Regions from separate parts of the Sus scrofa genome. Here region 1 is linked to region 2. A link is a contact called in public Hi-C data. All regions are on one chromosome and are shown on one strand. The core of a region is the stretch at or near the end of the contact, and the rest is flanking DNA. Distances in the headings are between cores, read along the strand shown.

Evidence for each region. A called contact is a pair of places that touch in the nucleus more often than the background predicts.
Region 1: a contact with region 2 is called in a Hi-C map of skeletal muscle, with 4 times the contacts expected there. The contact joins the promoter of ANKRD34A here to the promoter of HFE2 in region 2. A contact is called at or near these places in 3 of 5 promoter capture datasets (fetal liver, fetal skeletal muscle and liver), 30 of 47 Hi-C or Micro-C datasets (adipose tissue, alveolar macrophages, blood and 16 more) and 2 of 2 datasets of contacts at active chromatin or transcription factors (alveolar macrophages and skeletal muscle).

Annotation. Positions count from the first base shown.
Region 1 is chr4:99,375,515-99,380,383 of Sscrofa11.1, reverse strand. It overlaps ANKRD34A (ankyrin repeat domain-containing protein 34A), which reads right to left and starts at 2,829. Exons shown (of 4, transcript XM_021089938.1): 1 at 1,453-2,829; 2 at 1,065-1,279; 3 at 899-962; 4 at 1-516. The coding sequence starts at 400. It overlaps POLR3GL (DNA-directed RNA polymerase III subunit RPC7-like), which reads left to right and starts at 85. Exons shown (of 10, transcript XR_002343450.1): 1 at 85-214; 2 at 2,866-3,036.
Region 2 is chr4:99,326,467-99,331,451 of Sscrofa11.1, reverse strand. HFE2 (hemojuvelin) reads right to left here and starts at 3,463. Exons shown (of 4, transcript XM_005663519.3): 1 at 3,239-3,463; 2 at 1,779-1,965; 3 at 806-1,383; 4 at 1-309. The coding sequence starts at 1,875. The region is part of intron 2 of LOC106510173 (a long non-coding RNA gene); the gene reads left to right.

The DNA.
Region 1 (4,869 bases), core at 1,580-4,079, 50 kb before region 2:
AGGCGTCCAGCAGCGTGGCAAGGGTTTCGCGATCCCCGCGGTCCAGGGCATGGACAAGCGCCGAGGCGCCAGCGTGATCTCGAACTGAGGGGTCTGCGCCGTGGGCAAGGAGCAGAGAGGCCACCGCGGCGCCCCCACCGCCGGCACAAGCGTGCATGAGCGCGGTGCGCCCTAGGCGATCTGCGATGTTGGGGTCCGCGCCTTGCTCCAGAAGGTAGCGTACCATGCGCGCCTTGTTCTGGGGGTCGTCGTAGCGGGCCCGACAGGCCGCCATTAGCGCAGTCTCCCCTTGGGCATCACCCTCATTCACATAGGCGCCCCCCTCCAGAAGCAAACGGGCCAATCGTAGCTTACCCTGACCCACGGCCCGAAGAAGAGCGTGGCCCTCGGTATGCAGCATAGCTGCCGCTGGGGCGAAAGCACCGATGGAGCCGGGACTGGGACCTGCCGAGGATAGCTAAGGGCGTGTGGGTGATGGCTGGCAGAGGCCTGAGGGCTCAGTGGCGAAGCCAATCCCTGCAAAAAAGAGAAAGATCTTATTGACTGATTCAGGCAGGGAAACTGAGGCACGGGTTGAAGGACCGGCATGGGGCGGGGGAGAGCTCCACGTCATGGCACACAGTCCTTCTAACTCATGCCTTTGAGCCACCCCCATCCCCCCAGCGCATGCCTGAGGAGGTGGGAAGGGTGCACCCGCATTGAAGGATGAGCGCGCGTGCAAATGCGTACGTGCACGCGCAGGGATATCCGCACCCCCACCCTCACCCCACGGCTTATCAGACCTTTCCAGCATCCCCCTTTTCTTATCCGCACTTGGAATCCCCCTTTCTAGGATGCTGAACGCCACCCACCCACACACATGCACCCATACATTCACACACACAGTCCCATTCCTAACCTCTTTTAGGTTGCCACAGCCCCATAAATTGAATGGGGGGAGGGAGGCAGCTTGCGTTTGGGACCTAAAACGGGTAGGGGGAGAAGTGGGGGGTTCTTTTGCCCCTGCTATGTTCCCCATCACTCCTTGCTCTTTCCCCTCCCAGGCAGTTCACCCAAATAGATACCTGTATGTCCGCAGAATCTCCACCGGGCCAAGACTGAGGCCAGGGCCACGGGGCAGCTGGGGTGGCGGAGCTTGGTTCCAGGGGTCCCACATGGCGTGGTGGTGGTGGGGGGTGGACCCGGATTCCCTTGGTGTCAGTATCTGCGCCCGGGCACAGAAGCCTGGTCCCTCCTCCCAGTGCGCCCCGGGCACAGCGCCGGCTCCGGAGGAGAGAAGCTGGGGGGGGGGGGGGGCGGAGCTCTGCCTCGCTATTTATATCCCAGTCTCTGCGGGTGGGGGCGTCGGGCACCAAACCGTTACCCCACCCAGGCACATATAAACCCTCAAAAGCTAGAGGCTCCAATCCTGACTTCCCCTGCTTAGACGACCTCCCCTCAGCCACAACAAACCTAAGTGTTCCTTGGGAGTCTCCTCCGCGACCTAGACTGGGGACCATCCCAATTCTTCGTTGAGCTTCAGCAGATCCCTATTCTCGGAGCTTGGTGTATTGATGTGCGCCTGTGCACCAGACCTGATCTGCCACACAAGGCACATGGCACACTGTGCAGAAAGGTAGAGAGAGGCGATGGGGGTCCACAGCCAGAGTCCTTACTGTGCTGAGAGAGGCAAGAGCTCTGGCTGCCTTCTCCTAGTTTAAATGTCAGGGGGAACTGGAGTCAGACACAGCGATAGATCTTCATTCCACCTCCCAAAAATGGAACATGGAGCACAGATAAACTTGGACCTCAGCTCCCTGTACAGACCTTAGATAAGTATGAGGAGGCTGGGTGTTTGGGGTCATTTTTAGATATGGCGAGGGGCATCCTCAGGTGCCTCCTCATATTCTTGGAGGGATTGGGGGAGAAGAGAAATAGAAAAGGGGCAGAGAAGAGTGAACCTTGTAACACATCCTCTCTCATTGCATCTCTTTACTCTCAGTCTTTCTTAGACTCATTATTTTTCCATCTTACTTGAAGGTCTCTGAGTCGCTTCTTAAAGTCTTCTTTCTCCCTGTCTGTAGCAGTCCTTTTCTCACACTGTCTGTCTCTGCCTTCTCCTCACCACCTGCCCTGTCTCCATGGTTACCACAGCTTCCATCTGCATATTTTAGGAATGAGTTTGTGTCCAGCTGGAAGGCATCAGGGGGAGTGGGGAGGGGTTGAAGAAAAAATCCTAAGGGTTTGATTAACTCACATGAAATAATTCAGAGGCTGGAGGCCACTAGATACAAGATACTGAAAACAATGTTCCTGGAGAAGGGGGAAAGAGAGATATTTGCAGGAAAGCTACCCATTTTTACTAGCTACCATTTATTGGACACCAGCTATGTGCCAAGTACTTTATATACATTACCTCCAAACCTCACGACAACACTATAAGGTAGGAATTAACTTCTTGCTATGGATGAAGAAACTGAAACAGCAAATTTAAGCAAATTCACCAAAGCCTCAGAGCTCTGTTTCGGGTCAATTCCAAAGACCAGGTGCTTGACAGTCCACCTACAGCTTTCCTACTCCACAGGCTTCTCTCCCAGGGCTATTTTCTCTGACATCTAGGTTATTATTCTTGACTAGATTCTATCTCTACTCTGAACTCTCTCTGTTTCTGGGGGTGGGTGTGTGTGTAAGTGGGGCTCCTCCTCCCACTGTGCCCCATTTTACCAGAGGAGCTGGAAGGCAGTGGGAAATGCAGGAAACACTAGGCACCTGCCCAGCTTCCTCAGCTCTGATTATCTGATTCCTAATCCTTTCCTCCCTAAACCCTCTTTGCATCTTCTCACAGACATGGCAGCAACTTAAAGAATTTTTTTTTTTTTTATAAAGAAAAGACGTATTCATTGGTGGTACTGGAGAGAAGCAGTGCAGGACTGAAGGGAAGGCTGGAGTAATGGAGGAGTGGCCAAATGTGAAGACAGAGTCACCGAAGGACTGATCCTAAGGAGCAGGTTTCATAGAAGTTCATTTCTGTGGAAGCTCCCTCAACAGAGTGCTTTGGTGAGATCCGAGTGTCGGGTTCCCTCTGTGCACTCCCGCTAGCCGAGGGGTTCTCCATCTGAAATAAGGTCTGAAATGACTGACCCCAAGGTGATTCTTCCAGCGCGTGGAGAACTCACCCAAGCCTGAGTTCCAGCTAACTCCCTCCCTCCTTCCCCTCCGAGGCTTCAAGTGGGCGGGCCTCCCTCCCCGGCTTCTCCTAGATTGGTCAGGAGAACCCACCAATGGGGAGCTCTGGGAGGCGGACCTAGAACGCCACCAGATTGAGGAAGACAAGCAAATTTCAAGTTGGCTGCGGCGTGGGCTCCGTGGGGAAGGGGCAGCAGGTAAGGCTTCGACTTGGTGGCTCTGACCTGGTTCGGTCTCACACCTCCCAAACGAGTTCACTAGGTCAAGCTGCTAGATAGATAGACAACGTTTTCCGGCAGCCTGTTGGATCAGCCCCCTTCTAGTTCCCTACCCTTTTCCTCTGGGCTCCCATTACTAGGTTGATTGTATACCAGAGAACCATAGTTTTCTTTTGCGCAAAGGGGAGGTATATTAAAGCAGAAAGTGAAAGACTTGCTCTGGCGCCTCTCTTTGCCCTGGTATCAGGCTTTCCCTGAGTCTATGAATATTATTCCCCTAAGAGCCTGACAAACTCCTGTTATCTGTCAAGACTCTGATGAAATATTACTTCCTACCTGTAGCTTTCCTGGACTACCTTTTTTTTGTAGAATTAATTGTTCCCCAGTCTGACGACAGCATTTTATGCACACTTCTACTGGAGTACTTGTGCCCTCTTCGTTTTTAGCATTTTTGTTCTTCTTAGAATCTAAGGTTTCGGAGTTTGAGTCATGGCTTCGCAGTTATGAACCCAACTAGTATCCATGAGGAGGTGGGTACGATCCATGGCTTTGCTCAGTGGGTTAAGGATCAGGCGTTGCTGTGAGCTGTGGTGTAGGTTGCAGATGAGGCTTGTATTCCACAGTGTTGCTGTAGCTTTGGCAATAGGCCGGCAGCTGCAGCTCTGATTCAACCCCTAACCTGGGAACTTCCATATGCTGCAAGTGCAGCCCTAAAAAGCAAAAAAAAAAAAAAAAAAAAAAAAAAGAATATAAGTTTTTGTAGGGCAGGTTCTATACTTAATCCACAGTGCCAAATAAAACTTAATTGGATGGAACTGATTGGGGAGGAAGCATTTAAAGCCCTGAGATGATTAGGGAACAATTAATAAAAGACAATAAAATACAATACAGTATATAATTATGACCTCTTAAATTAGTGGTTCATAATAATAGCTCCCACAGTCCTGAGAAGGGAGAAAACCAAGAGGACTGGGACTGTGAGGGGAGGCTGTAGGAATCTCAAGGTCTAAAGCCTGGAACAGCCCTTAGAAATCACATTTTCTTTCATTTATTGAGCATCTAATATATGTTAGACACGATACTAGACAATGGGGATCTTAGTGAATCCTCTGCAGTAGCCATTCATCCTTCCTCTGATAAACCATATTTAGTAAATTGTTATTCAGCTTTGATTTATCTACCAAAAGAACTTCTGATCTCACTTTTTTTGGTTTTGTTTTTTTTTTTACCTATTTCTTGGGCCGCTCTCGCCGCATATGGAGGTTCCCAGGCTAGGGGTTGAATCGGAGCTGCAGCCACCGGCCTACGGCCTAGGCCAGAGCCACAGCAATGCGGGATCCGAGCCGGGTCTGCAACCTACACCAGAGCTCACGGCAACGCCGTATCGTTAACCCACTGAGCAAGGGCAGGGACCGAACCCGCAACCTCATGGTTTCTAGTCGGATTCGTTAACCACTGCGCCACGACGGGAACTCCTGATCTCACC
Region 2 (4,985 bases), core at 2,214-4,713:
AGGGCATCCCCCAACACAGAGCTGCAGGTCCTGCTCGGCTGAGAAGGCCCTGGCCACATCCTCTGCTACTTTGATGGAGAAAGAGAGCTGCCTAGCTGTCTGCCGAATGATTATAGTTGTGCCAATATAGGCAGCTTGGATCTCCACATGGCTCCCAGGGTTAGCTGTTCGAATGGACAAACTCGAGCCCCCAGGTCGGTCACCTCCATTGATAGAGCCATCTTCAAAGGCTGCAGGAAGATTGTCCACCTCAGCCCGGTAGACCTTCTGATCGATGCATTCCTGCATGTTCTTAAATATAATGGTGAGCTATGAGGGCAAGAGGGAAACAGTTTATTTTAGGCTCAGCACATCCTACCCCCTTCCCCCAATCAGGCCTTACTACATAGTCAAGGATTCCGTCCCAGCAGAGATGCAAGGCTCATCCTGGTCCTCACTCCTGATCCCTTATTTATGTTCCAATATTGCCTCATCCCTGCTCAACCCCTCTCTCTCTCCTTTTTGGTCTCAATCTCAGAAACTCCCACAGGAGAAGGAAAACTTTCCTTTCTGTAACTCCTCAACTCAGGGAGTTACTTTCCTCTCAGCAATATTCTCTTTAGGATTTTCTGCATTAAAGTGAAATTTTGACCAAGGGAATGTGATTTACAGCAGCAAGTGTTTGGTAGGAAGGAGTGAATCAAAATGTGGGAGTAGTTGAGGATGAGAAGGAATAGGGAGCATTGCTGAGAAATAAAGAGATTGGCTTGGGAGAGGTACCCTGGGGTGACCATGGAGGATCTGAAGAAGCAGTTGAGTCCCTGACCTTCTGAGTGGTGGTGGCGTTGGCCCCCAATGCCACGGGGAAGCTGGTGGCCTGGACAAAAAGGAAGTCATTATCCAGCAAAGGCCAAGCTCCTTGGACACGGCAAGTGTGAAAGTGGTGGTGGAAGCTGCGCACGTGAGGGTCCCCAAAGGAGGCGCAATGCAAGAAGCCTGGAGGCTGACCGTGCAGCTGGGAAAACCGGCCTTCATAGTCACAGGGGTCTGGGGCTGGGGCGCCGGAGGAGCGGGCGGGGCCTGCTCCAGGAAGAGCGGGGCCGCGGGGAGGGGGAGGGGCCGTGGGGCCTTGGCGGGAGCAGTTGTGCTGAATCATCAGGTCTTCGATGCCGTGCACAGCAGAATGGAAGGCCAGGTCCCCGCGGCAGGTGCGGGCAGTGCGCCGAGTGCAGAGAGCATAAGAGCGGAGGGCTCTGCAGAGGCCACTGGAGCCCAACCCTCCACCACGGCCTCCTCCTCCACTTCCTCCTCCTCGCAGGGCTCCTGGTGAACCCCCACTTCTAAGGCTCAGGGTGGAAGATACATACTCAGCATTGCAGCGGAGGATCTTGCATTGAGAATGAGCTGAGGACAGAAGGGAGAGAGGATTTTAAGGTGGCCCCCAGATCCTGGCTATACCATAACACTCCCAAATCTCATCAAGGGATTCCAGCGTATCCAAAAACCCAACAGAGAGCCTTACCCACTCCCCAGCCCCCAGGCCCCAGGTTCCTAGTCTTGTTCTCATTCGGATTTGCTAAAAACGTGTAAGCCCTGCTAGATCTCTTCTCCCTCCGGATCAAAAGCTTTCCCAGTGCCCTTTCCCAAGTTGAGTAGAGAATAATACATACCTATCTGAGAGTGGGGCGAGTGACTGGGACTCCTCAGCCCCCATCTCTTCTCACACATGCGCACATGCCCACCCCTACATAGCAGCCTACCCTCTAGATTCCCCAAACCCTTACCTAACCCTTCCTTACCATGTCCACAGAGGAGCAGCAGGAGAGTGAGAATGCTTAGAGTTGGGGGACTGCCATGGGGGGACCAGGGACTAGGGAACTGGCCTGGATCCCCCATACCTATCCAGCCAGGTCCCCCCAGGCTCCGGTTCTTTCCAGTTGATGACCCTCCTACCTAGTGAATTTTGACCAGACGTCCTGTAAGGGGCTGAAAAAAGAAATTTGGCTGTGCAGGGGGAAAGAGAAGAGTTGAAGATTGTTCAGAATGGTGTGAAGAGAATCTGCGGAGATCAAGAAAAGTTTGAGCAGACTGGAGTTTGGGGAGAATGGGGGTCCCTGAACTAAAAATGTGGCTGTTAAGCCTCTGTGACCTGCTTTTGTGGCTACTTTCAGGTCCCTTATGCAATACTCCTAGGTGGGGGTGGAAGAAAGGTTGAATTGACTGGGGGGGGGGGGGCAGAGTCCACTGTATTGCCCCATTCTGAGCTACCAATCAGCAGAAATGTCAAAAAAAAAAAAAAAAAGAGGAATCATGTGGATAGTGGGTTCCCCAATAGAATTAGGATCTGAAAAGTACTTCAGAAACATACCTCTTACTTGCCCTTCCCCATCAGGATGGGATACTCTCCAGGGGTCATTCATTTCTTTTTCTCCTTTGTGTCAGAATTCTCAGCAAGAAGTTGTAAAGGTGGTATACACATCCCCTCTCTAGAATACCAGTATTCAAATGAAAAGGGAACCCATCTCTTTCATATACTCTAGAGAGCTAAAATTATATCTCTCTCTCATGGAATAATGGGATGTACACCAAGCATGCAAATCAATGTTTGTTGTGGGTCAACAGTTCTTGTATTTTTCCAAACCTTACTGAAGAATCATTCATTCCATTAATCTTTCCTTTGCAAGTTTAGAAGTTCTCAGTCTTTTGATGTGGATGGGGCTTGAGGAGGGACTAACTCTCTCTTGCCAAACTACCCTCTCCAAGGGTAAGGATATGACTGAGGGAGAGTCATGTAGGAGGGAGAGTAGGATGACTGAGACTAGAGTCATGGGGAGAAATCATTTACAACAAGGAGTAGCCCTACCCTTAGAAGCCCAACGTGAAGGGCACTACTAAGTAGGAGCAGGGTAGAAGGGTAGCAGTGACTAATCATCTGAGGTTAAATTTGGCCTTGGTGAGAAAACCACAGAATAGGAGATATGGGAACCTCCTACTAAAGAAAGAGACTTCACTAGTAGTCTTGAGGCAACCAGATGAGGAGAGAGCCAAGACTCCCAAAGGAGAGACAGAAATTTAAACTTCTAATGGCCAGAGAACAGAAAGAAATAAGACAGAAGGAGAAATGGACACTGGGGCACCTCAGTATGGAAGAGATCCTAGCTTTCAGACCAGAGACATCCAAGAAGGTGTCTTAATTTTATGAAAGTCTAACTTCACTCCAAAAGCTTATTAAAGGAATTGCAATTTCATTTTGACTTACTGTTTCCAGACGTCAAATATTAGTCTGATATCCAGTTCTCCAGCCATGACTGTCTACTGTGTCAGTCAGCTCCAGCCAGGGGATCCCCCGTCTCTTTCTCCATGTCTTCCCCAGGTCCCCAGACCGGTGGCAATCTCACTGAGGTCAGGGAACCAGAGAAGGTCTGATGTGGGGGGAAGGGAGAGTATATGGCTGGCCAGAGTACTGGACAGCTGAGCGGGGGAGGGAGGTGGCTACTGAGTTGACTGTTTTAAAAATAGCTAAGTCCAAAATTCCAGGAACATTGGTGGGGGTAGGGTGTTGGAGTTGGGGGAGTGGGGAGGGTAGGAGGATTGGAAAGAATATGGAGTATAGGGTGCCAAGTGCGGAAGGGGGGCAGAAATATGACAATCAAGTCAGATGTCCAATTTGAGCTTATATAATTCTAGTTAGTGCCTACTTCAGGCAGCCCTGAAGTATTGTTAAAAATGAGCTCTTGACCTTTAAAAATTAGAATGGACAATTGTATACATTTTGTTCATCACCTTCAAGCCTGCTATGTTAAATATGGCATTTAGTTTCTACAGAACACATCTAGGAGGTAGCTGACTTTAAATAAGGTCCATAACAGAGATAGTTCACAGCACCCCCACCCCCCATCTTTGCAGAGTAAATCAGATGGACTAAAACAGCCAGCTGTCTAGAGAAGAAATCTGAGCTCTGAGTTGTTTAGGATGAGGGTTTGTTTCAGTCTACTAGCTCAGATCCTTGCAGCTGTCTACCCTACATCCTCCATTTTCATTCCCTTATTTATACAGCAATTCCTCTTCCCCAAAATACACACAAAAATATAAGCTCCTGAGTTGCTGGGGGGAGAAGGCTAGGAAGGGCAAGAAGAAGGAATGGGGATAGAAAATTTGAAGGTTATTAATCCACAGAGGAGAGGACCTTGGAGAGATAAACTGAGAGAAAAAGAGATTCAGAAAGATATTTTTGTGGAGTAAGATAATCTGGTGACCTCTTATAAGATGTTGCAGTCAAGGAATTTAGCCATGTCATATTTTAGCAGCCATAGGCATCATCACCTCTTAGTATTTGCCAAGTGAAATTAACACAAGGGCCGACCTCAAATAGTGTCACTAATGCATCTGCATTAATTTGCTCTATACTTAATTCAGAATCTAGAGGCCCACGGAACACTCTTCTCTTTATTTTACATGTGTATCTGAAAATTTTAGTTTTTCTCTTGATGCCATGAAGCCATATCACAAGGGTTGTTTTTGGGTTTTGTTTTGGCCGTACCCATGGCATGCAGAAGTTCCCAGGCCAGGCCAGGGATCAAACCCTCACCACAGTGGTGACCTGAGCCACAGCAGTGACAACACTGGATCCTTAACCTACTGAGCCACCAGGGAACTCCACAAGGGTTTATATTACAAAAGTGTAAAATGACTCCAACCAAACTATCCAAGTGACTTTAAAACACAATAATTTGGGAGTTTCCTGGTGGCCTAGTGGTTAAGGATTCAGCATTGTCACTGTAGTCAAATAAATAAATAAATACAATAAGTTGACTATGAAATCCCAAGTGAGATTACTCTAAGGACAAAAAGAAGTGCAAAATATTTTAAAGCAGTCATGTTGGTGGTAGTGTTGGTATTGCTATTCTGAAAGCTTTGTGGGTATATCGTGGGATAAAACAAATGAGTAATTACATTCTTGTGAACCAGGATTTTAGAGGTAGCATAAAGAGGTACAGATTTATGAT